Regions from separate parts of the Mus musculus genome. Here regions 2 and 3 are each linked to region 1. Evidence: chromatin contacts called from public promoter capture Hi-C data. All regions are on one chromosome and are shown on one strand. The core of a region is the stretch at or near the end of the contact, and the rest is flanking DNA. Distances in the headings are between cores, read along the strand shown. Region 1 holds the start of Ccnb1 (cyclin B1). Region 2 holds the start of Srek1 (splicing regulatory glutamine/lysine-rich protein 1). Region 3 holds the start of Ankra2 (ankyrin repeat, family A (RFXANK-like), 2).

The links. Promoter capture Hi-C pulls out the DNA fragments that hold promoters and counts their contacts.
Region 2: a promoter capture Hi-C map of liver shows a contact between it and region 1, with 11 times the contacts expected there. The contact joins the promoter of Srek1 here to the promoter of Ccnb1 in region 1. A contact is called at or near these places in 7 of 39 promoter capture datasets (the C10 cell line, cranial neural crest, embryonic stem cells and 4 more), 2 of 115 datasets of contacts at active chromatin or transcription factors (astrocytes and embryonic stem cells) and 1 of 9 other capture datasets (adipose tissue).
Region 3: a promoter capture Hi-C map of liver shows a contact between it and region 1, with 5 times the contacts expected there. The contact joins the promoter of Ankra2 here to the promoter of Ccnb1 in region 1. A contact is called at or near these places in 2 of 39 promoter capture datasets (liver and neutrophils) and 1 of 9 other capture datasets (adipose tissue).

The regions. Positions count from the first base shown.
Region 1 is chr13:100,785,196-100,787,852 of GRCm38.p6, forward strand. Ccnb1 (cyclin B1) reads right to left here and starts at 1,291. Exons shown (of 9, transcript NM_172301.3): 1 at 1,187-1,291; 2 at 538-708; 3 at 262-423. The coding sequence starts at 1,207.
Region 2 is chr13:103,773,289-103,775,945 of GRCm38.p6, forward strand. It overlaps Srek1 (splicing regulatory glutamine/lysine-rich protein 1), which reads right to left and starts at 1,320. Exons shown (of 12, transcript NM_001361085.1): 1 at 1,011-1,320. The coding sequence starts at 1,171. Gm52054 (a long non-coding RNA gene) reads left to right here and starts at 1,329. Exons shown (of 4, transcript XR_003950659.1): 1 at 1,329-1,748.
Region 3 is chr13:98,261,781-98,264,437 of GRCm38.p6, forward strand. Ankra2 (ankyrin repeat, family A (RFXANK-like), 2) reads left to right here and starts at 1,296. Exons shown (of 8, transcript NM_001271388.1): 1 at 1,296-1,696. Utp15 (UTP15 small subunit processome component) reads right to left here and starts at 1,212. Exons shown (of 13, transcript NM_178918.3): 1 at 1,095-1,212.

The sequences.
Region 1 (2,657 bases), core at 41-2,540:
TTATGCCCACATCCGTGTCCCAGGCCAGCCAGGAGTACATAGTGAGTGAGACTCTGGTGTCTACATAAAACAAAAAGCCCCACCATATTTATCTGCCACCATTTGACGCAGGGTGCTAATACTCACCCCAGAGTCGTTAATGCATGTAAAATGTTTTTGCTAGCCACTCAATAATAAGTAATATATTTAAATGCTGTCATGTGCATCAACGTGAAATGAAGTCAGAGAGAAGAAACAAACTTTTAAAAAATGCAAGTTTACCAAAATAGGTTCAGGAGAAAGCTTCTCTTCTCTAACATGTTCAAGTTCAGGTTCAGGCTCAGGCTCAGCAAGTTCCACCTCTGGTTCACACACAGGCACCTTCTCTACAGGTTTTGGTAGGGCTTTAACAGTACCTTTTCCAGTACCTAGCGTTTTTGCTTCCTGTGGATGAAAGGGAGAGAACAGAATGTTTTCCCAAGGGTGACAGCTAGAAGATGGGCCTTTTCAGGTTAATTGGGCTAGGGAGATCGGTACCCTTTTCAGGGCGATAGTTACCCTTTTCAGAGGCACTCTTGCCTGTAGCTCTTCGCTGACTTTATTACCAATGTCTCCAAGAGCAGTTCTCGGTCTCAGCCCGGGCTTGGAAGCAGCAGTAACTGTCACAGGCACACGCTTGGCGCCTGCCATACTGACCTTGGCCTTATTTTCTGCGTTAATTTTCGTGTTCTGAAAGAAGTAAAAGAACAACTTGAAAAGGGTCCACGGCAGCAAGCAGGCAGCCCCGAGGAAGTCACGGGTTAATTAAGGCGGGACCTAACTAAGGAAAGCAAGGGTGGTAGGATCTAGCCTCCAGCCGTGACAAGCAAGTTTCCACCCAAATCTTTCACCTTTAATCCAGTTTCCCCTTAAGTCCTAAGCCACCCTAAACATGGTGAATTTACATCGGAAAGGATGCCATAAAAGCCTCCGTCGTAGACAGCTCTCCGGGAAGGCGAAGAATTCACCCTGGGCCTTCACCATTAAGAGCACAGCACCCACTCCCCACAAGTCCTGCAGCCCAGATAGGTCCAGAGGTCTTTTTCACCCTCCATAAGGTGGGTCCTCAGCTCCCCGGCCTCGCCGGAGCCCTCCCGGATCCCCCTCCCGCTCCGGGATCCCGCGGTCTTCTCCCGCCGCGATCACCGCAGCGCCTGGCCCGACTCACCCTAGTGACCCTGAGCGCCATGGCTCCTCCAAAATCAGAGGTTCCCCGATTCGAGAAGACACCCTAACCTCTGGCTATCCACAGCTAAACACTAACAGCCGTTCCTCCGCAGCACGCCGGGAGGAGTCTGCCGGGCTTAGGTTTAAACCCCGGGCCGCTCGCTCCTCATTGGCCAGTTCGTGGCACTCGCTCTCTTCCCATTGGCGCCGCGGGTTCCCGTAGAATGCGTTTCCTGGGCGATCCCGCGATCCCAAGTTCGGCGGGGGTGGGGCGGGGGCGGGGCCAGAGCGAGGCTGCCGCTGGCAGCACCGCCCACCCCTCGCGAGGTCAGGCTCTATGCCTGCGCACAAGTCGCATTGCTGCCACCTGCCTTAGGTAGGCATGGCGTGCAGTGCTCACTTGTGTGCTGTCCAAGCTAGCCCAGGCGACTCCGTTGGACTTTAGGAAAATGACTGTGGGGAGTACGCATATCAGTTTTGCTGTTGTCCTATTTATTGTTTCTCATCCTCTTCTATAGAAGTGCCAATACTATCTTAAGAGTTCCCGAAAGCTTTGTTGCAGAGACGGTCTTTAATATGACTGTTCCAACAGCTATCTGGGATGGATTTTGAGGTTGATAGCATGAAGTTTTAGCACACATACACATAGTAAATGTTTTTTGTTTTGTTTTTGCTTTTTGTTTTTTCGAGACAGGGTTTCTCTGTATAGGCCTGGCTGTCCTGAAACTCACTCTGTATACCAGGCTGGCCTCGAACTCAGAAATCCACCTGCCTCTGCCTCCCAAGTGCTGGGATTAAAGGCGTGTGCCACCACCGCCCAGCTGTAAATGGTTATTATAAGCAAATAGATTAACATACCAAGCTCCCCAATAGCGACTGCCCCAGTGATAAAAGAAAATGTGCCTTATGCTTAATTTTGCTCTAAGTTTAAGATTACTCCAAAAATATAGTTTTGTAAAATCTTATTTAACAAAGATCTCTATTGCAACTCTCTATCTTTCTATGTCAAACTCCTTATTAAGGCTTATTAACTTCAGTGAAATTTTCCACATTAATTTTCAGTAACACTAACGCGGATTTATTTATTGACCAGGATCTCTTGTAGCACAGGTTGTTGGCATTCCTTCTATGCTCCGCCCAACAGTTACCTAGCAACAGCCAGGTAGGCCTGGCTTGCTATAAAAAGGACTGTTTGGCCTCTCCCTCTCTCTCTGACTCTGCCCTCTTTTCTCTCTCTGTCCCTTTTCTCCCTCTCTCCCTTCTCCCTCTCTTCACAGGTTCCTGGCCAGCTTCTTTTCTTCTTTTTCTCCTTCTCCCTCCCCCCATCTTTTCTCCTCTCTCTCTTTCTCTCTCCCACCCCCCCTTCTCGTCCCTTCTCTTTCTCTGTCTCTATTCACTTCTCACCTTCCTTTCCCATGCCCCCAAGTAAGCTGTTCTATGGTAGACCCGTCATATGGCTGGTACCTGGGGTG
Region 2 (2,657 bases), core at 70-2,569, 3.0 Mb after region 1:
TAACATTAAATAGTCACATCCGTAAGAAATCAATTTGTAGCCATTCTGCTACTTACAGAGAGTAGAGAGATATATTGTTCTGTGTGCATGACTATGAAATAAGCCAAAATCTTTTCCCAAAAAAATCGTGGACAACTTTTCCTTCAAATAATTTTAGCATAAAGAACAAAATACCGTGGCCCTTAGTATTTTCTTAAAGTTTATGAGTGTGAGAATGTTACGAACGGTAAAACCATTACAAGTTATCCGATTAGTGAATACTGCATAAGGGAAATTTACCACTTCAAGTACACTGCCTAAGAAGCGAGCGCTGGATTTTAAACACATGTACACAGTAGTGATAATTCTGCACCGATTTATACTTTTTGAAACGTCTGAGCCAGCGTGACCTTCTTGGAGAAGGAAAATTCAGGCTGTTGCCAAAAGGAGAGATTGACGTGATCTTTAAGATCGTGAATATGGGCTCGGTTAGAAAAACCAAAACGATGGTAAATGTCTAAGATCACCCCGGAGAACAAAAACAGCCCCGATTCCATGTTGTCATCCGCTCGCTCCCTCAGCAGCGCTAGCAGCCTGACATTAAGACCTAGAGGTCCGGGCGTTGGCGTTGCTGGCGTTCTCCACGATTCTCCCAGTGCAAAAAAAAAAAAAAAAAAAAGAAACGTTATAGGCATTTGCCATGAGGACTGTCGCCGGCCCACCTGCGGCCATCTTAAGTTCGGGGGAAACCAAAGGCCCGGGGCACCCAACTCGAAGGCCGGGCATCAACCACAGTCCCGGAGGCTCGAGAGAGGAAGGCACCCCTAAGTCCTCTGCAGGAACCCCGCGTGGAGCTCAATTAACAAAACCTCACCGCGGAGAGGCCCCGCGGCCGGCCGGGTGCCCTCATCAAACATGGCCGCCTAGGGAAGCGCGCCGTCACGTGACGCCCGCGCTCGCCCCGTGCCTCCCTCGGCGCCCGAGGTCTGGATGGCGGCGCGCCCCTCCCCCCGCCGGGCTCCAGCACTCACTCTGGGGGGTAGAGCCGTAGCTCCTCGATTTCTCCTAGGAAGGAAAAGAGCGTCCTCATCTGCTCGCTGGTCACCGCCGACGAGAGGTTCGTCACCTGAATCACCGTCGTAGGGAAGAGGCCGAAGCCTAAGCCCAAGCCGAAGCCGCCGCCGCTGTTCATCCCGGCCTCGCTGCTGCTGCCTTCCCGCTCCCCAACGTCCACGACGCGTCAGCGACGGAGCCTGGGAAGCAGAGGCGCGCGGCCGCGAGCGCGCTCCCGAGAGCTAATCCTCCGCGCCCGGGCACGTCTAGCCGCCCATCGCGCAACTCTCCTGCTCCGGGGGCTGCGCGCGCCGGCCGGAAGCGTCGCCCTGGCAACGCGGCGGCTCCCCGCGGGTCCTGGCGGCCGCAGCCCTGGGGTCAGGTCGCCGGGACTGTTGCTAGGCGTCACTAGGTCTTCAGAGAGGTTTACCTGCTGCTGCAGTGAGGGTTGCGGAGGTTGTGCCTACAAACTCCATCACTTCTCGATGCTTCTGTCAGTTAAGCAGCTCGGCTCTTTCTCCACATCAGGCGGAGGAACCCAGAGGCCTGGGCTGCAGTGGTAAAGGGACAATGACATCTGGACATTATACATTAATACCTGACCAAACAATAGCTTCATTATTAAATACAGGCTGCAACCCCGCTTAACCTATTTTCAAAATTGGCAGGCACCCTGATTATGAGAATTCTTGGAAATTTTCACACCAATTATGGAGGTTAGGGTAAATGAGTGAATGAAAGGCTTTGCTGTCAATTTATAACATGCAATTTATTTACTAGCGGGCCCTAATATCTATACTTTTAGACAAAGGCAGGTAAAAGACACAAACTGTCTACATGCAACTTGCACCTTAATACTGCGCAATCATTTTCAACCAGAGCAGCTATATCCAAAGTTCATGGTTCAAGTCCATTCCTGTGGGCCCACAATATAAAAACTTATTGGGGTCCTGGAGTTGCTCTACAAAGCACACAAACATCAAACTCAGTTAAACAGGGATGGTTTATATAACTCACACCACAAGCCTGATGGACCAGGGCAACAGCTCAAAAAGCTGAGCGCTGGATATTTCTTAATGGCCATCTTCTAAAGGTTAAAACCGCTCAAACCACAGTGGGCTCCAATGCAGGTGCTGGAAGGGCTGCCTGGTAGTCAGCCCTCACTCAAGCCATTTTAGACGTGACAGTTTATATTGACCTTTAATTTGATGGGTCCTACATGAAGCCTACAGTTGTGGAATTTCTTAAGATTAACAAACCTCATAACACACAGAACAGAACAGGGTATGTGATCAGCATGACTCTGTTCTGAGTCAAGTTATTTTTCTGTGTCAATGACTGGCAGGCACACTACAGCAACATATGAAGTAGCTAGCAGACATGGAACGAAATGGCTACAGCTATGCTGGGGGAGGGAGACCCCAACACATGTACTAATTATTAAGACTTTGTTGCCACAGGGCGGTGGTGGTGCAAGCCTTTGATCCCAGCACTTGGGAGGCAGAGGCAGGTGGATTTCTGAGTTCGAGGCCAGCCTGGTCTACAGAGTGAGTTTCAGGACAGCCAGGGCTACACAGAGAAACCCTGTCTCAAAAAAACAAAAGAAGAAAAACAAAAACAAAAAG
Region 3 (2,657 bases), core at 46-2,545, 2.5 Mb before region 1:
GTTTAACTTATTCTAATTGCTATTTTGATGAAGCAGAGCAAACCAAGGTTCATTCACTTCACACTCACTTTTGCTTTAACATACCAGGAATGCCCTTTCACTACGTACTTCCTATTTAAGGTCAGCACAGGAAGTCATTCTGTCCCTCAGAAATCCCTCTCTGCCTTCCAACAGGTGTTCTCAAACACTATCAAGGGCCAGATGGTAAATATTTTAGGTCTGGCCAACCAACCGACAAAGCAGAAGATATTCTATAGTTAATGACATGGCAAGAAATTTTTTCACTAGTACTCACAAACGCATTTGTTGTTGTTGAAAGGAAATACAATTCTTTGAGGTCAAGGCCTATTTCATTTAGTTTCAAGCCAAATCACTGTACATAAGACAGTATGTTTATCTGCAAAAACCATTATTGGCTCACTAGATAAAAACAGGCACCGGAATAGATCTGTCCCAGGAATAGTACCTCCTAAGTCTATTTTTCAAGAAATGAAAGGTTTTCGAGGAAAGAAGTGAGAAGTAGCGCTGGCTTGCTAAGTTACACAAATGAAGAACAGCATTGGCGGGGACGTGCAAGGGAAGACAGAACAAGCAATGAGATGCTATGAAAACGAATGTTAGGAAAATCACTGGACCAAGTCAGGACCTAAGAAACTGGGATTCACGGAATAACAGGCATTACGACACAAGGTGTGATCAAATAAACCCTGAAGGGTACTGAGAACATGTAAGAGGGAGATGTTTAATTCTACCTGGACATAATGTCATTTCAGCGGGGTCTCTAAGCATAATGTGGCACGATGGGCACAAAAGAAGCAGAGCGGAGGTGCAGAGAGGGACGAATACCCAGCCATCCTCAAATCACTAAAACAGAATTCTGTCCTTGGCCTTGGAGAAGAGATTGCTCCAGGGACTGACAGAGGTGGCTAGGAGAGCGACTACAGAGGAGCAAAGCCTGGGTCAAAATTAAATCGCGGAGGCAGATAAGTTCAGTGATCTCCGGGGGAAGCCCCAGAACAGACGTCCAGGATGTCAGAGATCACAGTGAGGACTGAGCAGAGCCTGGGCCGCCACCGGGAGCCGCCATCGCCTACCTCCGCGGGGCCCCGAGGGTCCACCGAGGCACCGATCCCCAGGACGACTCCCCAGACTTCGCCAGCTCCCTACAGCATACCGCTCTGCAGCACTCGCTCAAAATCACGCGGACAGTCCAGGAGCCGGAAACGCGGAGGCGCAGAGGCGCGTCGCGGGAAGATGACGTGCAGCGCAGGCGCAGAAGGTTTACGACCCAAAGAACTACAAGAAAGCGCCCTGGTGGGCGGGGCCCTGGGCGGGGCCCCGGGCCGCTCTCCAATGACCCGGAACTGAGGCGATCCATGGTTCTCCGAGAGGATGGGCTACGGGGCGCTAGGGAAACAAGAAGCGATCCCTGGGAGTCGTCTCGCCTTCACCGAACGCTCTGGGCTTTTTCCAGAGGAGATAAAAGATAGGAAGTGACGTCTGGGCCCGAAGCAGGCCCGGGGCTCGGGACCGATCTGGCTAGGCCAGGCCAGAGCCGCTCTCCCGCTGAGCTCAGGGCGCGTGTACCACCCGCCTGACCGGCCCCTGTCCCCGGATCCGCTCGCCGCGTCGGAGCGGGAGCGGGTGTCACCCCGCGGCCGTAGAGCGGGAACGCCCGCCCGGACACCTGTCGCCCGTGAGACGCCTTTCGTTTTTTATAGCACCTTTGCCCCCACTGTAGGACAATTTCAAGAATTAGGAAGAACCCGAAGCCTCTGTGATTAGCTTCCATTGGGGACTGTGCCCCCTGCTTGCATTATACTCTCCCTTCCCAGGCGTCTGGCTGGCGAGCCTACCCACCCTTTCTTTCTTAACTCTTTCTCACCATCTCTGTCATTTCGTTTTTTCCCTCCCTTGTGCTTCAAGTCTTGGCGAATCAACAGTCTTTGCTTATCTCTGTAATCCAGTCTAGATAACCGTTCCCTTTTCCTTTCCTGTTCTCTGGTCAAAGACTGGTAATTCCGTCTATTGAAACCTATTGTTCTATAGGGGTCCGCAAAGAGGTGACTATTTTAACCCCATTTTAGGAAGGATTGAGTCTCGGGAAACTCGTGATTTGCATGTCTAGCACATCGAATTAGTTGGTGTTGAAAATAAATTATCAGACCCAATTAGAAAATATGGGAAAGAAACTGTAAAAAAAAAAATTGTCCAAATTAAGATCAGAAAATATGAGGCACTAGGTAGGTTTTGTGTGCGGTGGCTCCTAAGAGTGATCTTAAACCAGGTGAGGGAGGTGGTACACACCTTTAATCCCAGCACTCCGGAGTCAGAGTCGAGGCTACAAAATAAGTAAGACCTCGTGTCAAAAGAAAAAAGATCTCCATCTGGCAGTTTTTTCCCCCTTTAATGGGAGCTTGAAAGGAAGTTTTCAAGAGAATAGCACTGGACATCCCCTGGGAGAACTGGGGAGGAGAGGGGGTGGAGTTGCGGCTCAACCCACACGTGCCTAGAAGAAATTGTTCTTTCCTTAGAAACAGTTCCCATTGAGTGCTATAAACTAACTTTCTGTTCCTGTGGCCTTCTGACAAAATGTAGCAACTTTGTTATGTGATACTTTGTGTGACTGTAGTGTCTTCATGTCTCTCCTGGAAGTT